Linked DNA regions of Mus musculus: region 2 is linked to region 1. A link is a contact called in public Hi-C data. All regions are on one chromosome and are shown on one strand. Each heading gives the region's core, a stretch centred on a gene start, on an enhancer-like site or on the middle of the called end of the contact. The rest is flanking DNA. Distances are from core to core; before and after follow the strand shown. Region 1 holds the start of Parp10 (poly (ADP-ribose) polymerase family, member 10). Region 2 overlaps Mroh1 (maestro heat-like repeat family member 1).

What was found. Hi-C and Micro-C count contacts between places; a contact is called where the count stands out from the background.
Region 2: a Hi-C map of the STO cell line shows a contact between it and region 1, with 2.3 times the contacts expected there. The contact joins the enhancer-like site here to the promoter of Parp10 in region 1. A contact is called at or near these places in 8 of 39 promoter capture datasets (the 3T3-L1 cell line, the HPC-7 cell line, HPC-7-derived erythroid cells and 4 more), 1 of 484 Hi-C or Micro-C datasets (the STO cell line) and 2 of 9 other capture datasets (adipose tissue and liver).

The regions. Positions count from the first base shown.
Region 1 is chr15:76,241,976-76,246,021 of GRCm38.p6, reverse strand. It overlaps Parp10 (poly (ADP-ribose) polymerase family, member 10), which reads left to right and starts at 2,582. Exons shown (of 11, transcript NM_001163575.1): 1 at 2,582-2,675; 2 at 2,780-2,958; 3 at 3,036-3,290; 4 at 3,383-3,619; 5 at 3,700-4,046. The coding sequence starts at 2,787.
Region 2 is chr15:76,408,996-76,412,491 of GRCm38.p6, reverse strand. All of the region lies in intron 10 of Mroh1 (maestro heat-like repeat family member 1), which reads right to left. Among named protein-coding and RNA genes, the nearest start is that of Mir6954, 22 kb to the left of the region's middle. Within about 2 kb of position 2,226, at least 1 of the 459 cell types and tissues checked has an H3K27ac peak or open chromatin away from gene starts, as enhancers often do. A contact at or near this core is called in the STO cell line, where this site is marked.

The sequences.
Region 1 (4,046 bases), core at 1,333-3,832:
CAAGAGACTTAATCGTTTAATTGTCCCATTCTCTCCATACTCTTGTCACTTAACCTCAGATCCTCAAAATAATCTTGTCAGGACATAGAGGGTGAGGCCAACTCCCTGCTTCACTTCTGGGGGGTGGGGCGGGGAGAAGGGAAGGGGAGTGCTTCTTGAGGAAATTTTCCCTTGGGTGGTCTCCTGGTCCTCAGTGTCTTGAGGACATCCGGTTCTCTCCTGGTTCTTGGTGTATGGCCACTCTGAGACCGTATAGTAAGCTTGGGAAAGGGTCCTCTCCTGTATCCATATAGTGCTGCTTAACAGCTGGACCTAGTGTAGATGTGTCCTTGGCCCATAGCTTCTGCACATGTTCCTGGGCTAAACGTGCCCGCCATGCTTACCAACAAAGTCTAGATGTGTTCTGTTGCTGTAAAGAACACCCTGATTTTTAAAAAGCAGCACCGGGGAAGAAGGTTGCATGTGGCTCACGATTCCAGGTCACAGTTCTGGAATTTCTGTCAGGTCAAGGCAAGGACTCGAGGTGCTAGACATTTCACATATACAGCCAAGAACAGGAAACCATGCTGCTTGCTTGCCTGCTCTGGGTTAGCTTTCATGTACAGTCCAGAGACATGGTGCTACACACATTCAGGGTGGATAGCCCACCCTCAGTTAACCAGAAAATCCCTCCTAGACATGCCCACCGACCAAGATGTTTTAGACAATTCCACTCTCAGGCTGTCTTTCCAGATGATCCTAGGTATCAAGTTGATGTTAAAACTAACTAGCAGAGAAGACAGTAAGGGTTTTACATCCAGTTCACAGAAATTCCTGAGGATTTAACAATGGCAGTGACATGAACTGTTCTCTTGCATCTGCGCCTGTGGCAAGCCCTCTAAGTAAAGTACAGTGTGATAGAGGGTGGTTAAGTCCTGTAAGAAGAAAGCATAGAATAGATGAGACAGGCTTTTGTAGAAGCAGACTCTCATATAATTAGTGGGCCCTTTAATAAAAGTAAAACAAGCACAAAGTTGACTATAGGGCCTCAGAAGGAGCTTGGACAACTCAGAGGTCGTTTAAGGTTTTAGCTCCATGTTAAAGATCTCACTAAGGGCTGGGTGAGGGAAATTACGGAGAAGGGATAGCCCCATGTGGCTCTGTGGGGAAGGCTAGGTCATTTGAAGTTAGAGATGGTCCAGGGATACTGGTTTAGGCAAGAGCTGAGACCTGGGAGGTTGGAGCCAAATAAACACCCAGGTGTGTTGTATGAAAAGGGATTAGAGGGATAGGAACTGGGGACAATTAGACTTTAGCTTTCACTGTCATTGGCTCCTGGGATTTGTAGCAGCCGCTGGTCCCCTGTCACCTCTGTGGAGGAGCCACAGTGGGGGTGGCAGAGAAGGAAAAAGGGTAGCATGGTCCTTCAAGAAGTCTTGGAGGCTCTCGATTGTGGGGGAGGTCATGGAGATTCAAGGACTACAGGGTTAGACATATAGACTGGGCAAAACCCCATGATCCTTTGGAAGAACAGCAGAGGTCGAGCTGGCCTGACTGGAAGGTGTGGGTAGAGAGCAGCAGCTCTGGAGATGAAAGAAACAAGCAAGCTATGGGGGCGGACAGGAAAGTGACTTCTCAAGGCACAGCCTCCAATCTGGGCATGCTTGTCCACACCTATATCTCCACCATTCAGGACTGAGAATGACAGAAGAATCCTTTCTAGTTCAAAACCAGTCCGGCCTGCACACTGAGTTTCAGGCAGTCTGGGCTACCGAGTGATACCCGGTATCAATAATAATAATAATAATAATAATAATAATAATAATAATGGCAAAGCTTAGGTGTGAGGCGAGGCCCTCTGGGTCCTGTCTGTGATTCCGGCTCCCCTTCTGTGGAAGGATGAACAGCAGAAAGGCATGTCAGCACAGTGGCTACATCGCGGGCAATGGTGATGAGCAAGGAGCATAGAAAGAAGGACTAGGCAGATGTGGGCTGAAGGGAATCACAAGGGAAAAGCTGTGTTATGATCTGAGCATTAGGCTTTTAAACAGTCACCTTTGTTTGTTTATGCGTGCACCCGCCATGCTGTGGCACACACATGGAAGACAGACAACTTGCAGGAATCAGTTCTCTATCATATGAGACCCAGGGACCAGAAAATTCGTCTCTGGGTTTGAGATTTTGGGGGGCGAAGGGTGGAACTGCTCACCCTTAGCATTTAGAAGCAAGGCTGATTATCCTCTGGGTTTGACGGTTTCTAAGAGCCGGACCCAGCCAGGGGCCAGCCTCTAAGATCAGCGCTGCTCATGTCTGGGACCCAGGGCACAGAAGCCTAGAGATTCTTGGGGTGGGGGGTTGACAGTGTGACTGTATCTCAAGCATCCCATAGGAAGGGTGATTAGCCACAAAGAGAAGCCAAAGAAGAAGAGAAAGTCTAGGAGACATCTGGTCTACCCCACTAGCTAAGAGGCTAGTGGGTGGTTCGGCAGAAAGGTCCTTAGAAGTTCCTTGTGGACTGAGGATTAAGGCTAGAGCAGGAGAGGAAGTTCCTGAACTACTTACAGCCTCTGGCTTAGCTCCTCCCTCTTTCCTGTCCCCAGTCAGTTTCACTTTTGTTTTCCTACCTTAGGCCTTCTGCCTGGGAAGGACAGCAGGCATAACTGACTGGCCTGAGACACTGGCCTGAGACAGCAGGGGTGAGTGTAAATATGGGGTGCTGGGGAGCAGCTGAGAGCGTGGGAGAGAGGACTGGACAGGGGAAGTGAGTGGTCCTCTTCTCCTCCCATGTGTTGCCGCCCAGGACTCTGATGGCAGAGGTGGAGGCAGGGGCAGCCTTGGAGCTCCGGGGACTGCCCCCAGAAATACCAGATGAGCTCATTACTCTGTACTTTGAAAACCACCGTCGCTCGGGTGGAGGACTTCTATTGAGCTGGCAGAGACTTGGCTGTGGGGGTGTCCTCATCTTTCAAGATCCTGCAGGTGAGGAGGTTGAATCAAGAGGTTGCCTGGGTGCCCTGAAGCGTTGCCATCTCTGACACTTTCATCTCTGCTCACAGATGCAAAGAGGGTCTTAGCCCAGGCAGAGCACCGACTACATGGTGTCCGACTGAGCCTGAGGCCAGCCCCACCGCGTGCCCCAGAACGTGTGCTTCTCCAACACCTGCCACCTGGCACTTCACCTCTGAGTCTGGAGCAACATGTTCAGGCCTTGCTGGGTGCTGCAGGACACCCCGTGCAGACTTGCCATGCCCTGGCCAGTCCTCGGCAGGACTGTGCCCTGGTCCAGTTATCCACGCCCCTTTCTGAGGCAGGTAAGAGGCACGTGAGAGGCAGGGCTGGTGGGGGGGGCGGCATAGCTTCTAGTTAAGGAGGGTGCCCGAGTTGATTCATATACTGCCCACAGAGGTCAGTGCCCTGGCAGAACAGGCCCGGAATCTGCCCCTGAATGGAGCCACTGTGTCCTTGGCCTGGGTGCCCCAGACCCGAGCAGTACGTGTGGTGGACAGTGCTTCTCCTGTGGACCTGTTATTGTTGGAGCTCTACCTGGAAAATGAGCGTCGCAGTGGTGGCGGACCCCTGGAGGGTCTGCGCAGCCTGCCTGGGCAGCTAGGCACTGTTATTTCCTTTCAGCAATGGCAGGGTAAGTGGTGTCTGAAATTAGGAGGACCCTTCCTCTACGCTAGAGACTCAGTGTGCTTTCTGTCTTCTCTCTCCCTCCAGTGGCTGAACGGGTGCTGAAGCAGAAACACTGGCTACAGGGCATTGAGTTGAGCCTTGTCCCTCACTATGATGTCTTAGAGCCAGAAGCGCTCGCTGAGGGCGTCAGTGGCAGGGACCATTCAGCTACTCAAGAATCTGGAGTCATTGGTCATGCGCCTACAGGAACTGGAGGACTGGCCGGGGCTCTGACCATGGCTGTGGGCTCTGGGGAGGCACCACAACAATTAGGAACCCTTCTAAGGGCAGGTCCTGTAGGAGCTCCAGGACAAGCCCTGCCAGTTGACTCGGGATCAATTAGGATCCAGGGGAGTATGGGGTCTACAAGCCCAGTCGATCCAGTAGAGAGC
Region 2 (3,496 bases), core at 977-3,476, 170 kb before region 1:
CTAATCTCTGTGGGTCCCCGGCACATGGTACACAGATAACTATGTGGGCTACACACCAATCATGCAAAATAAAATAATTTAAAGATCTGCTTTACTATTTAATGTGTTTGCCTGACTTGCTGGAGCCCTTGGAGGTAAAGAGGGTGGGAAATTCCCTTGGACTAGGGTTAGAAAGTTGTGAGCTGTCATGTGGGTACTGGGAATCAAACCCAACGTCAGTCTGCAAGAGCAACAACGATTCCTAACCACTGAACCATCTCTTTAGCCTATGCTTTTGCTTCTTTTGAGACATGAGCCGGGAGACATGATTCACGTAGCCGAGGCAGGCCTTGAACTCATATCTCCTGCCTCAGTGTCACTATTAGAAGCATGTGCCACCACACTTGAAGAGGTAAGCAGTATTACAGCCCTGCTACAGTATTAGTGCTAGTTGTACTTTCTTTTCTCACTTTGTTTTGTGAGAGAGAAAGAAAGAGAGATTAATGTCATGTATGTGAGTACACTATTGCTGTCTTCAGACTTACCAGAAAAGATCCCATTGCAGATGGCTGTGAACCACCATGTGGTTGCTGGGAATTGAACTCAGGACCTCTAGAAGAGCAGTCAGTGCTCTTAACCACTGAGCCATCTCTCCAGCCTCTTCATTTTGGTTTGCTTTTTGAGACTAATTCTTTCTATATAACCCTTGCTATCCTGGAACTCACTATGTAGATCAGACTGGCCTCAAATTGACAGAGATCTGTCTGCCTCTGTCTCCCAAATGCTGGGATTAAAGGCATGTGCCACTACTCTCAGCCTAGTAAGTTCTTTTTTAAAGATTTCCTCATTTTCAGCCTGTAACTTTGTCACATGCCTTTGATCCCGGTCTGAGGCCAGCCTTCTGGTCTACACGGTGAGTTCCAGGACAGCCAGGACTACACAGAGAAACCCTGTCCTGAAAAACAAAAACAAAACAAGATTTATTTTACTTATATGAGTTTTATTTTGCCCGTGAGTGTGTGTGTGTGTGTGTGTGTGTGTGTGTGTGTGTGTGTATACCAAATGTATGTATTGGATCTTCTGGAGTCACAGGTCCTGAGGCAACATATGGGTGCTAGAAACTGAACTTGGCTTGGGTCCTGTGGAAGAGCAGCAGGTAAGTTAAACTGCTGTCTCTCCAGCCTCCAGCACCAGTAAGTTCTTTTTCTTTATTTTTTTATTTTTTGGTTTTTCAAGACATGGTTTCTCTGTGGAGCCTGGGCTGTCCTGCAAGTTGCTCTGTAGACCAGACTGACCTCAAACTCAGAGAGATCTGCCTGTCTCTGCCTCCTCCCAAGTGCTAGGACTAAAGGCGCGTGCCACCACCAGCAGGCTCCATAAGTTCTTTTTATAAAGAATATTCACTTACTATCATTATTTGTGTGTGTGTGTGTGTGTGTGTGTGTGTGTGTGTGTGTGTAGGGGGGCATGTGCGATGGTACCCAGGCAGAGACCAGAGAACACCTCAATGGAGTCAGCTCTTCTACCTTTATGTGGGGTTCCAGTGTGAGTGGCAAGCGCCTTTACCCATGGAGCCAGCTCACGAGCCCAGTGGTGTAAGTTGTTACTGTAGGACTCCCTGATGTTGGAGCATGGGGCAGTCTGATTCCCTAACTGGCAACTTTCAGATTCTCCCCTGCTGTAAAAATGACTGTCAGCCAAACAGCCAGACATCCTACCTACCCTTATGAACCCTCCACAGACACCATGAGGGAACTACATACTCTGGTTGCTTGCTCTGGTTCTTGAAGCTACAGACTATGTCAGAACTATTTCAAAGCTTACACTGGACTTTTTGTTATAACAAGGCTTAGAGAACGCTAATGATCCTGTAGCCACTTCTACCTGGGTTAGAGAGGGAACGTCTTCTGATGGCCTACCGGAGAGCAAGTGCTGGACAGGTGCTAAAGGGCCAAGGCTGTGTGGCTCCTATGAACGTAAGCTTTTATTTGCAAGGGAACTTGGCTGTGATTGGTTTAAACACCTCTCTTCTGGCGATATTACATAGATAAGTGAGATGCTTGAGTCATTTGGTGAGTCAGCTGAGAGGCACCCAAATGCTCTGTGTAACATGGGGGTCCAATACAAGGCTTCCCTCAAGTGATCTTTTCTGGCTTGCTTTTAGAAATAGGGCCAATGAGACAGGAAGCCATAGCAGAGAACGTATTTCGGCAACAAGGGCAGAAGCAGCAAAGCCACAGCATCAGTGGCCGAGTTCAAGCTGCCCAGGCAGCTGGCTGCTTACAGCTGCGGACAACAGCTCAACGGCTGACAGAGGGACAGAGCCGGAGCAAGACCGCCAGCTCTAGCAGGGAGGGCAGAGCTGAGACAGAAGACCAGAAGAGCCACAGGAGAGCGACTGCGTGCACTGGATCTAGGGAGCTGGCTAGCCTTTAGGGCCTAAAGTCTTTCCCTCCCCAGGCCCAGGAGCTGTAACACTGGCTCCAGGTAATTCCTGCTACTCGAGGCCAGAGTGAGAGCTGCAACGTTAGAGGCTGTAACCGGCTTCTATCAAATGCTGAGGGATACAAAAGCTGCCTAGCACCCAAACAGTGGCTTACAACTAGTTGAAGAGTTCAACTAGACGCCCTCTTGTGTGAGTCAACGCCCTCTTCTGGCCACAACGGGTACATACCTGGTACATGGACATACATGCAGGCAAAACACTCATAAACATAAAACCAAATATATAAATCTTAAACAATGTTTTAAACAGTCACACTCACTACAAAGCCAAACCAAAGCTAAACACTGTTCAACCAACTATACTCAGCCTGTTTAAGAGAACAGTGTAACCAACCTTACCATCTTGGATTTCCCATCCTCAGCTTTTACAACCCAAGATAATGTATAGTTTTTGTTTTGGTTTTGTTTTTTGTTTTTTGTTTTTTTCCAAAATTACAGCCTCGGCTGAAGACTGGCAACTCTCTAGCACTTCCTTGGGACGGACTCTAGCATCAGACTGGAACTCCCAGTCTCATGGACTGAGCAACTGCTGGATCCTGGCCTTTCTGTCAGGACCCAGACAGTGTTGGACTCCTTGGATCACACAGCCATGCTAAGACAGACAGACACACACACATGCATGCATGCATGCATGCATGCGTACATGCTAACAGTTCTGATTCTTTATAGAGAACCCTGACTTATACAGCCTCCTCCTTGTAGAGCACCGTGTGAGCTCCCAGCTGTTCCTGTCACCACGCCCTTGCCCACCATCATGGACTTGCTCTGAAACTTTAAGTCCAATCAAACACTTTCTTTTACAAGGTGTCATAGTATTTTGTCACAGCAATAGAAAAGAAGCCAGTACGCGACATTGCACAGATGAAGCCTCATGCCTGGGGGCCACGCTCACGTGGTGCTCAGAAGCCCGCTCACAGCTGTGTGGTTGAAGCACCTACTCCCAATCACGCTTCCGTGCTCCCGCTGGGCAGTTCACTTTGAAGAGTCCATCCCCACCAGGTCCGCCACCCCA